Linked DNA regions of Mus musculus: regions 1, 2 and 4 are each linked to region 3. The links are chromatin contacts, called in public promoter capture Hi-C maps. All regions are on one chromosome and are shown on one strand. Each heading gives the region's core, a stretch centred on a gene start, on an enhancer-like site or on the middle of the called end of the contact. The rest is flanking DNA. Distances are from core to core; before and after follow the strand shown.

Evidence for each region. Promoter capture Hi-C pulls out the DNA fragments that hold promoters and counts their contacts.
Region 1: a promoter capture Hi-C map of second pharyngeal arch cranial neural crest shows a contact between it and region 3. The contact joins the promoter of Casp12 here to the promoter of Gria4 in region 3. A contact is called at or near these places in 8 of 39 promoter capture datasets (the 3T3-L1 cell line, cranial neural crest, embryonic stem cells and 3 more), 2 of 484 Hi-C or Micro-C datasets (both in uterus) and 1 of 115 datasets of contacts at active chromatin or transcription factors (stem cell-derived neural progenitor cells).
Region 2: a promoter capture Hi-C map of embryonic stem cells shows a contact between it and region 3, with 2.5 times the contacts expected there. The contact joins the enhancer-like site here to the promoter of Gria4 in region 3. A contact is called at or near these places in 7 of 39 promoter capture datasets (the 3T3-L1 cell line, embryonic stem cells, hippocampal neurons and 3 more) and 1 of 115 datasets of contacts at active chromatin or transcription factors (neural progenitor cells).
Region 4: a contact with region 3 is called in a promoter capture Hi-C map of stem cell-derived epiblast-like cells, with 3 times the contacts expected there. The contact joins the enhancer-like site here to the promoter of Gria4 in region 3. A contact is called at or near these places in 5 of 39 promoter capture datasets (the 3T3-L1 cell line, liver, pre-B cells and 1 more) and 1 of 9 other capture datasets (liver).

What each region holds. Positions count from the first base shown.
Region 1 is chr9:5,344,053-5,346,752 of GRCm38.p6, reverse strand. It overlaps Casp12 (caspase 12), which reads right to left and starts at 1,277. Exons shown (of 11, transcript NM_009808.4): 1 at 1,228-1,277; 2 at 20-271. The coding sequence starts at 1,234.
Region 2 is chr9:5,458,711-5,461,410 of GRCm38.p6, reverse strand. No RefSeq gene overlaps it. Among named protein-coding and RNA genes, the nearest start is that of Casp12, 110 kb to the right of the region's middle. Within about 2 kb of position 1,345, at least 7 of the 459 cell types and tissues checked have an H3K27ac peak or open chromatin away from gene starts, as enhancers often do. A contact at or near this core is called in embryonic stem cells, where this site is marked.
Region 3 is chr9:4,794,796-4,797,495 of GRCm38.p6, reverse strand. It overlaps Gria4 (glutamate receptor, ionotropic, AMPA4 (alpha 4)), which reads left to right and starts at 1,262. Exons shown (of 17, transcript NM_019691.5): 1 at 1,262-1,651; 2 at 2,133-2,309. The coding sequence starts at 2,222. Gm46100 (predicted gene, 46100) reads right to left here and starts at 1,192. Exons shown (of 2, transcript NR_165471.1): 1 at 1,122-1,192.
Region 4 is chr9:5,527,923-5,530,622 of GRCm38.p6, reverse strand. No RefSeq gene overlaps it. Among named protein-coding and RNA genes, the nearest start is that of Casp12, 180 kb to the right of the region's middle. Within about 2 kb of position 1,397, at least 2 of the 459 cell types and tissues checked have an H3K27ac peak or open chromatin away from gene starts, as enhancers often do. A contact at or near this core is called in stem cell-derived epiblast-like cells, where this site is marked.

The sequences.
Region 1 (2,700 bases), core at 28-2,527, 550 kb before region 3:
TTTGGCCAGAACTACTCACGTAAACTCAGCTGTTCCTGGGAATTGGCAATGTGGCCAGCAAATATTTTTCCTGCCATGTCTGTTTTCTCTAAGAAGTTCTCAACCAGATTCTCAGCCTTGTTCAGGATGAAACTCGCACTTTCCCCTATTTTGAGTAACTCATCTCCATTTAAAACATTCTTCTCCACCAGGTCATCAAAAACCCCATCCAGCATGTCCTTGGCCAAACCTTTGATCTTGTAGATTGGATCTCTTTCATGTGTCCTCCTGGCTGTAAAAATAATATCATTTAGACATGGAAAGGTATTTAAATATGTTTCTGCACTACCAGCTTTCAAATTCAAATACAGACAAGAATCGCCCACATAGATAAATAAACAGGACTGCCTGTAAGGCTTTCTTGGGAATTATACTCACTGCCTAAGGATGGGACCCATGGCCTTTCCTTTTTATAAATGGCTGTCCTTCATTTTTGAGATTATAATATAATTAATCAGGTGACAGTTGAGTGACAATTTGTCTATGAACCCACAGAAGCATTTATATTGCCCAACACATATCAAGTTTGTACAGGAGGAAACATAAGTGGGGAGAAGAGAAACAACTTCATCAGGCGATTCAGCCATAGATACCTGATGTCTGACATTTCTGCAGATCACTCATGACCCTTCCACTTTTGCTCATTTTTGTAAATATCTTAAAAGGATATTTTATTCCATACACAGCATAGTATAACGTGAACACATTACAGCTATATTGTCCCACATTTTGTTTATACTGCCAGTGGTCCTAGAGAGCTCTGTGTAGAAATAGAGAAATCAAACTAGCTGCCTGGCTTGCTGCTGAAAAGTAGTTCAGATACAGAGCAGAAAGATAGAGAAAATGCAAGGTTTTGTTCAGTAGTAAAGTTTCTCATCCTCAGAACAAAACACCCAGAGAGCTGGAGAAAACCTCTAGTCAGTGAGTCAAAGGCAATACTTAAAACACAGGAAAATACTAAAAGGAGGGGTCTAGAGAGATTCATTTTCCTTTCTTTCCCACAGCTGTAAATGCTGAGGATAAATGCCTTTGAGAGTATCTGCACGCACTCTGCTTCAACATGTGCTACCATAGCCTCCCTCCCCTCAACTTACAAACAGCTCTGCTTTGATGAAGCATTGTTATCTCTTCTCTCAGAAATCCATATGTAACTCCCTCAACACAAGCATAAACAAAGAAAGGACTCACCCGCCATGGCTGTGCAGGACTCCTGGACATAAAAAGCATCAAAACCGAAAGCAATCTGAGAAACAGTGTGCCTTTCCTTCCCAGAAACATACCAATGGTGCTGTGTCACTGAAAACACCCGCTTGCCAAATTCTCCTGCTCTTTTCCCAGAAAGTCAACCAGGGCTCTGCTATTATAAGCAGAGTTTCTCTTGACTTTACAAAGTTTATTGGCTGAAAATGTATATTCATGCACAATTCATTCTCAATCTAGTCTATCATTAGCACAATTTCAAAATGCACTCTGAGTTGTTTTTCTTAGCATCTCTATGGTCCTTTACATACAAGACACCATGAGACCATGAGACCGTGACACTTGATCAACCCAGAATGTGTCAATTCGCAGAGCTTCAGCTAAAGGAGATGCTGACTAAGATGCCAAACCTTGATGCTGGTACCACCAATTCAAAACCCAGGTACGTCATCTTGTTTCTATTTCTGAGTCAGCAGGTTTATTTGTTAATTTTAGATATTATTAATCTGGAGACACCAGTGTACACTGTGGTATGTTAAATGCACAGGACAGTCATTTTCTCTAACTTTTGGAAATTTATGGATAAATAATGGCTGTAAAAGTTAAATAAGGGAAATGTTTATAAAGTGGGAAAGAATGTTTATAAAATGGGAAAGAATGCTGTTTTATAGCTGGGCAGTGGTGGCACACAACTTTAATCCCAGCACTTGGGAGGCAGAGACAGGTGGATCTCTGAGTTTGAGGCCAGCCTGGTCTACAGAGTGAGTTCCATGACAGCCAGGGCTACACAGAGAAACCCTGTCTCGAAAAACCAAAAATAAAAAATAAAAATAAAAAAATGCCGTTTTATACTTTAGTTTCATGGTTCAGGATGCTGCATAGTAGAGGCTTTCTTTCTGAATTGTTCATATTCCTCATACAATACTTAATACAATTCTAATGCTGTTGACTTCGTCCATTTGTCTTCTTGTAGTAGCCTTCTTTGCCTTACTGCCCACAGGAGTTAATTGGAGTGAATAACACCTCACCTTCAAAGAACTTGGTACACTTTCAGGCCTGTCTTCACTAAGCCGGAAAGACTTTTCCAGCTTGGAAATCTGAAAGTCCATGTAGAAAATTTGTTGACAGCAAGAGAAAGAGAGTGTCCTCACTTCTTGGCAGAAGAGGAAGCAGAATGTAGTCACTCAGTTGTAATTCTCCTTTTCTGTTTTTTTACCTCTTCAGGACCTCAGTACAAGCGGAAGCACATGTAGGCCCGCTTTCTGCTTCCCACCCCCCTGTAGTATGTCGTCTCCAGAATCTTCCTCAGAATCATTCTTGCCTTAAGGACAACACAGGACTCCCTTAGTACCATCAAAATGCTACCACAGTGCCACTGTCAGACAATTGTATTAGAAATCAGTCAACTTGCTCCTTGAAAACACTATAGTGAAAATATATAGGCTGATAAGTTGAGAACTA
Region 2 (2,700 bases), core at 96-2,595, 660 kb before region 3:
TAATAGAAAATAAAGTAGGGAAGAACCTCGAACACATGGGCACAGAGGATATTTTACTGAACAGAACACCAATGACTTTTGCCCTAAAGTCAATAATAGACAAATGGGACCTCATAAAATTGAAAAGGTTCTGTAAGGCAAAGGACACTGTCAATAGGAAAAAATGGCAACCAGCAGATTCAGTAAAGATCTTTGCCAACCTTATGTCCAATAGAGGGCTAACATCCAATATTTATAAAGAATTCAAGAAGTTAGACTCTAGAGAACCAAATAACCCTATTAAAAAACGGGGTACATAAATAAAGAATTCTCAACTGAGGAATATCTAATGGCTGTGAAGCATCTAAAGAAATCAACATGCTTAGTCATTAGGGAAATGCAAATCCAAACAATCCTGAGATTCTACCTCACACTAGTCAGAATGACTAAGGTCAAAACTTAGATGACTACAGGTGCTGGCCAGGATGTGAAAAAAGAGGAACGCTCCTCCATTGTTGGTGGGATTGCAAGCTGGTACAAGCACTCTGGAAATCAATCTGGCAGTTCCTCAGACAATTGAACATAGTATTACCGGAGGACCCAGCTATACCACTCCTGGACATGCACCCAAAAGATGCTACAACATATAACAAGGACACCTACTACACTATGTACATAGCAGCTTTATTTATAATAGCAAGAAGCTGGAAAAAACAGAGTTGTCTTTCAACAGCAGAATGGATACAGAAAATGTGGTGCATTTACACAATGGAGTACTGTGATGGATTGTTGGGAGCCATTTAGGCAACGCTATTGTCCTGATCTCTGAATTGGGCCTCTCCCCCCGAGAAGAAAAAAAGGGGTCAAAAGCGGGCCACGGACACATGGATTCCGAGAACTACGGGATGTTCCAGCCCTGGGTCATCTCCTGACCACACCCTGACACCACCAAGTTCCTGCTTCCCCGTGTAGCTGTCAAAAGAAAGAATTTCTATTGCCCCCCTCCCACTGATAAATACTTCTCCTTTTGCTTGTATTGCCCTACCCCTCCCACTGATAAGTATCTGTACTTCCCTCTTTGCTTGTGCATTTAAACCTTGGACCTTTCTCAATACATTGGGGTCTTGATACAACTTCAGAACGGTTTCCGTGTCGTTATTCGTACAAGACCCTCGTCTCTCTCTACCCCCCATTTGGTTATTAGGAGGAGGTCCCCTCGAGATCCTCGAATAACTGGACCTGCTGGACGGGTCAATGGATAGCCCTGGGGTTGCTTGTATTTTGATGCAAATTCCTGTCTCCTGCTAGGGGCTGCAAATAAGGAATGAGTCATGCCCTTAGGTGCCTTCTTGGGAACCATCCCCTAATGAATAAAGGGTCCAATCACTGGGCAAGATGTAGCTTCAAGTGTCTCCTGATTTCAATGGCAGATCTGCCTGGATTTGCCACTGAAGCTTTAGATTTAATAATACTTACAAGATTAGGATTTTAGTTGCTGCACCCATCGACTGAGTTATCACAGTTTCTGACCTAAGTTTGTGTTGTGTTTTCCTTCACACAGCCGCTCTTCTGGGTTCAATAGAGAAAAGGTACTTCTGCAAAGTGTGAGTTTTCCTGAAGTGCACCACAAAGGCCAGGAGGGATTTGAAGCACAGGGTTGGTGTGGTAATGGCCCACCATTGGGAATGTAGTGAGCTGGTTGGAGGCCTTTTGGAAACTCAGGGCCCGAGAGTCTCCACAAGATAAAAACAGGTTGGCTATTGCCCTCCAGTGCATAGCCTGCCAGGCCACCAGGGCAGAGTGTTGCTGGACTCAAGCGCGGGAATGTGCAGGTTTATTTTTATTATTTCTCACATCAGAGTACTGCTCAGCTATTAAAAACAATGATTTCATGAAATTCTTAGGCAAATTGAAGGAACTAGAAAATATCATCTTGAGATGGTACACATGGTATGCACTCACTGATAAATTAATATTAGCCCTAAAGTTCAGAATACCCAAGACACAGTTCACAGACCACATGAAGCTCAAGAACAAGAAAAAAGTGATGATGCCTCAGACCTTATTAGAATGAGGAACAAAATATTAATGTGAGGAAATATGGACACAAAGTATGGAACAGAGACTGAAGGGAAGACCATCCAGAGACTGCCCCACCTGGGGATTCATCCTATATACAGACACCAAACCCAGACACTATTGCAGATGCCAAGAAGTACTTGCTGGAAGGAGCCTGATATAACTATCTCCTAAAAGGCTCTGCCAGAGCCTGACAAATACAGAGGCAGATGCTTGAAACCAACCAATGGACTGAGCAGTGTCCACTGGAGGAGTGAGAAAAAGGACTGAAGGCGCTGAAGGGGTTTGCAACTCATAGGCAGAACAACAATATCAACAAACTAGACCCCCAAGGGCTCCCAGGGACTAAGCTACCAACCAAAGAGTATACATGGAGTGACCCATGGCTCCAGCCACATATGTAATATAGGATGGCCTTGTCAAACATCAATGGTAGGAGAGGCCCTTGGTCCTGTGAATGCTGGATACCCCAGTGTAGGGGAATGCCAGAGTGGGGAGGAGGGAGTGATTGAATGGGTGGGGAGCAACCTCACAGAAGCAGGTGGAGGGTGAATGGGATAGGGAGCTTACAGAGGGGAAACTGGGAGATGGGATAATATTTGAAGTGTAAATAAATAAAATATTCAATAAAATGGGGGGTGG
Region 3 (2,700 bases), core at 13-2,512:
ATTGAATTACTACAATTCTCCCTTTCATTGCCTCCCTCCAAATCCTCCCATACTCTAAACCCCTCCCTACTCATCTTAAAATCTATGGCCTCTTTTTCAATTGTTCATGTGATAATATATATCACATGAATATATATATATATATTCATATATATATATATTCATTCTAAATATAAACTTGCTAAGTCCATGAAATATTACTTGTATGTGAGTGAACTGTTTGCCCAAGGACTACCAATTGGTTTGTTATTCTGTGGAAGACAATCTCCCCCACTCCCAGTTCTCCTCAGTTGTCTATAGTTTTTGAGTAGGGTTGAGTTCTCCTAGGCTTCCCTCCTGGACTTTAAACTATATCATTGAAGACCTAGGTTACTGTCATTTCTCCTTAGGACATATTATTTTGTATTGGGATATTAGAAAGCTATCTTCCATATTGTCTACAGGTACTGCAATCACCTCCTTTGGAGGTGTCCCAGCCTCTTCCCATAAAACGACAGCGAGTGAAATGACAGCTTTAAAGGTGACTCTGTGAACAAAGTGACAATATTCCTAAAATCCTAGCTTAATTCCTTTCTACTTTCTTATACAAACTCAAACTAACTTGCTGACTTCATCTGCAAAAGCCATGCCTTCTTGGAGGTGACTGTAAGTAGAATGAGTTTTCCAAACCCCAAGCAAAGGAGATGTGTATGGAGAACACATACACAACAACACACACAATACACTCACCACGACACACACACACACACACACACACACACACACACACAAAATGCAGGAAAGCATCCTTTTGGGTAAATCACTGAATAGAAATGAACTGCAGCCTTTAAGTAGTTTTCTTAATTTATACTTCTCAATGTTAATTCCTAATTCTGCCTAGTGCCCTTTAAAGAACATACTAGAGGTCTCTGAGTGTGTCTTGCTAACCACCACCACCCCTCTGGTCTCCTCTTCCTCCCTTGCCCACCCCCTCACACACACCTCCCTTTTCTATCCTGTAAACTTCTCTGACTTTCACTACCCTTACCTCCTACCTCCTCCAATTCTTCCCTTCTAGACCCCAGCCTCATCACCTCGGGGCTGCCTTGTCCCCCTCCTCGCTCCTCTCCTTCTCTGAGTACCTTTACCGCATCCATCCGCATCAAGGGCTTTGCAGATTCCCCTGGTTGTTTGCTGGTGAGAAATCTTTGCTGCAGTTGCAGCAAGGAAGTCTCCCCTCGCGTGCGCGCGCTCGCTCGCTCGCGCGGGCGCGCAACCCAATAGCAGAAGCGGACTAGGCTGGGCAAGGCTGAGAGGAAAGGGCTGGGAGCCGGGAGGCAGCTTGTCCTCCCGCGAGCCTGCAAGGATGCTGCAGGGGACTGAGACCATGGGGAGGTGCTAACTTCCTCTCCAACCCCCCAGCCCGGGATCCGGGCTGGCATACCCGGCCCCCCGGGGTAGTTTCCTGCCAAGCTCAACCAAGAATCCAAAGGCGACTTGGAGGGCATAAAAAGAAAAACACTGGTTCTGAAGAGGGGCCCCCACCTCCAGAGCCGGTTCCTCGGCAAACGCGCGGAAGGTAGGAGGAAGGGGATCAGATACTGGAGACTGTACGCCAAAACCCCAGCCTGAAGACTCGCTCCAGAGCCTCCCTGAAGACCTGGGCGATCTGGTGAGTACAGGCTGGGGGAAAGGGAATGGGAGGCGAGGAGCAAGGGGCAAGGGGTGAGGGGCCGTGGTGGGAGTGCGCGCTCCGGTACCGAGGCACTGGAGGCGCTCAGGGATGCTGTAGCCCGGGCGGGGGTCGGCTGTGAGCTGCAGAGCGCGTGTGGCGCCCGCAACCGTGTGGATGTGAGCAAGGGAGCGCAAGGGAGCCACAGACAGAGCGCATGTCTCATCTCTGTGAGCAGAGCAGCAGCTAGACTGGCCACCACCATCTTCTGCATGAACATTATCAGCAGGACAGAAAACCTCCCCCAGGGCTATGGAGACTGCGGGAAACATCTGGCAGCTGGGGATGGATTGTTGAGGGAAAGCTGTCATAACCTAAAAGCACCCAAACCTTTTCTTCTCTCTCTCTCTCTCTCTCTCTCTCTCTCTCTCTCTCTCTCTCTCTCTCTCTCTCTCTCTCTCTCTCTCTCTTTGAATTTTAGCGCCATCATCTTCAATGCCTCTCTGAAAATCATTTAGCAAGAGTGAGAGAAAGAGAGGAGAGCGCGCACCAGGGAGAGGAGCAAAGAAGATGAGGATTATTTGCAGGCAGATTGTCTTGTTGTTTTCTGGATTTTGGGGACTCGCCATGGGAGCCTTTCCGAGCAGCGTTCAAATAGGTAAGAAGAACTGGGGAAGAGGTGCATGTAGCTGATGTGAGGTAAATGAGTTGCAGATAAGGAATTCTATGGAGGAGCTTTCCCTTTTCAAACAGACCTTCTGGGTGCAAGTTCAGGCTAGCACACCCAACCCTGATTCAAGTTCCTTCTTGCTCTACAGTAGGTTAAAGTAGGAATGAAAGAAGTTGAGGAAGGAGAAAACAATAAACAAACAAACAATCAAACCTTCATGGACTTTGATTGCATTTTATACTCGTTTTCTTTTAATCTCGTTTTCGTAGAACAAGAGGAAATGCCGAGTTTTATTTTGTGTTCGTTTTTGTTTGTTTGTTTGTTTTTTTTAACCCACTTTTTGCTATTCTGCAAGCTGCAGCATTCTCGCTGTTACAGA
Region 4 (2,700 bases), core at 148-2,647, 730 kb before region 3:
AGTGACTAATTGCACTTTCAATCATTTTTCTTAAGGAGCGTTTGTAACTAGAAAGCTTGAAAAGTTTTAAAGAGTCACATGTGCATAATTCATTTATTTATTAACTAGAAATAAGAGCATTTATTTGTAGCAAATTATTAAGTAAAAGTCCTCAAGAATTAACACTATTATGTGGAAACAAGTAGTAACTGAGGACACTAAAAGGAATTATACATGCACAATTTGTAAGAATACTAAAATATTATCTCTAAACCATAACTGTTATGAATAAAGAACGAGGTTATATATCTAACCTATTTTATATGGACGGCCTATAGACTGTCTGAGATATAAATTTATCCTGGCACTGTTTTAAAAATGTCCAGGCAATTAGGAAAATTTAATAAATGTCTAAAAACCGCCTTCTTAAAAGGACAGCATTTTTTTCTATGAGTTGTATATGCATAAGCCATTGCAAATTTGAGAATTAATAGCATCTGAGGGATGAACAATCTTAAGCAATTGTGAGCTCTGAGATATAACATTGACTATACAAATTAAGGTTTGATTGTTCAGCAATTAAAAACACCATCTACAGCACACAACTAGATTATTTGTGCTGAAATGGGGGAAACTTAAGAGACTAAGCATGTGATCTAATTTACATTTACTTACGTCTCATATTGGAGTTGTTATTAAACACAATAATTGGGATATATGCATGCATGAATTTATAGAAGATATGAAAGCATGTATAAAAACAATTTTAACTTATATTTGGGATATTGATTATTAATCTATTTAAAAAGATGGTATGTAATAGGTCAATTATTAATATTTTCTAATAACCAAATTAATTGCTGTTTGGAACAAGGAACAGACACTTAGGTTTTTAAGACACAATTTTTGTTAAAGGTTTTCTAAAATACACGAATATACTTTACAATCTTTTTATCACAGTGGTTTTAATAGGATGATGAAACTGTGTTTTGAGGTGGGTGCTACCTGCCCCCCCCCCACCTGCCTTGTCATGGCTTTGTGGTCTAGGACCAGACACTCACAGGGTACTTGGGGGGGCGTTTGCTCTAAGTCCTCTTTAGATCTGGCCGCCTGACGCCCTGGATTTTAACTTGCTATTGAGCCCTGTAATTTTGAAATGGAGAAGGCGGTGTGCGCCTGACTCGCCACTATGTCAAGAGTCAGCTCCGGTCCTGGCACTGGGGCAGAACTGGCCTTGTTGCCACAGCCACTTCCGCCACCTCGGCCTTTTTCTCAGGCTAGAAAACTCAAACAAGGGTGGCAGAGCACCCCGGGCCTTAGCTGGAAAAATGTGGCTATTCCAGCGGAGACGGGCAGAGACTATGGGGCAATGGCAGGCAAGGCCCCTCCCTCTGAGTTGGCTACAAGGCCACTCGCGTTTTGGCTGCTTCTCACATTAACACACCCAGGGAAAACTATGTGCCCAAAGGCCCATCCTGCAGCCTCCAGCAGATGCTGGAGCCAAAGAATACAGATAATAAAAGGGAGTAGGAAGTTACAGCAGGCAAAATACTAGAAGTTACCTGACATGAAATAAAGGAATGACTTCAAAAGGATTAACTGGAGCCAGATAAATGTTTACAGTAAGGATAAAGTGGCTCTGCCTAGGGTTAGTTAAGGTTTTAAGTAAACTTCCCTTGAGAGGCATTAGCTAATAAAATACTTTCTACTTAGAAAACAATATACATTGAAAGATTAAAACTTTTGGCTTCTTGCATAGAAGCAGAAATAATAAAAATTTCTTACATAATGTAGATCAATATTTAGCCATATTAGAGGCAAAATATTTTAGTTATTACAAACTCACTAGAAGCAAAACCTTTACAATCATTAAGATGCAAGGAGAGAGAAAAAGAAACAAACTTTTGGATTCAATATAACTATATAAAAGGTAGGCAAAGCAGATTGAAATGCCTTGATAAATTTTATGGACTGATTGACTATAAACTGTGAATTTGAACTTCATTAAAACAGCGTCTGGCTAGATCTCTAAAGAATTATTAAGTTTCTTTCACAACATTAACTTTGGGAAAGTAAAACCCAATTTCAAGATAATTTATTACTTATAGAATCAATATTAGAAGTATTACTATCATATTACGAAGTTTGGCTGCCAATTAATACCTATGAATACATGTAAGCTTTAATGCTTTAATAAAGAGACATTGCTTTAAATCTTATCTTTAATTTTACTTTTTAGGATAGGAACCACATTAATTATTATTTAAACTAGAAATATCTTTAGAGACCCAGCCTCTTGGCCTGCTTTATGCCACGTGTCCGAAGGACTCTAAACTTGAGTTATCAATTTTAAGACTAACCATCTGTAGCAATGTAACAATTATTAATCTTAACCAACAACTTATGAGCTGATTGTGAAAACACACAAAGCATATTACCAACAAAAAGGAACCAAATGAAGCAGTTACATTTAGACCAATCAGAGAATATTAATTTTTCTAGCTACAATCATAGAATAAAGGTACCTTAACATTTGTCAATCACATTAATCACGAACCATTTATCAGCTTTTTTCCCCTGAAACTAAGAGGCTGTAGACTCACCCATTTTTCCTAGCAGGGACCCTCCTGCCATGTGTCTGATTCCTGGTTGAAGCACGTGGCAGCTCTTGGCTTTGCAGATAAAGTTTTTATGTCATCTTTATTATCCAACATAAAACAT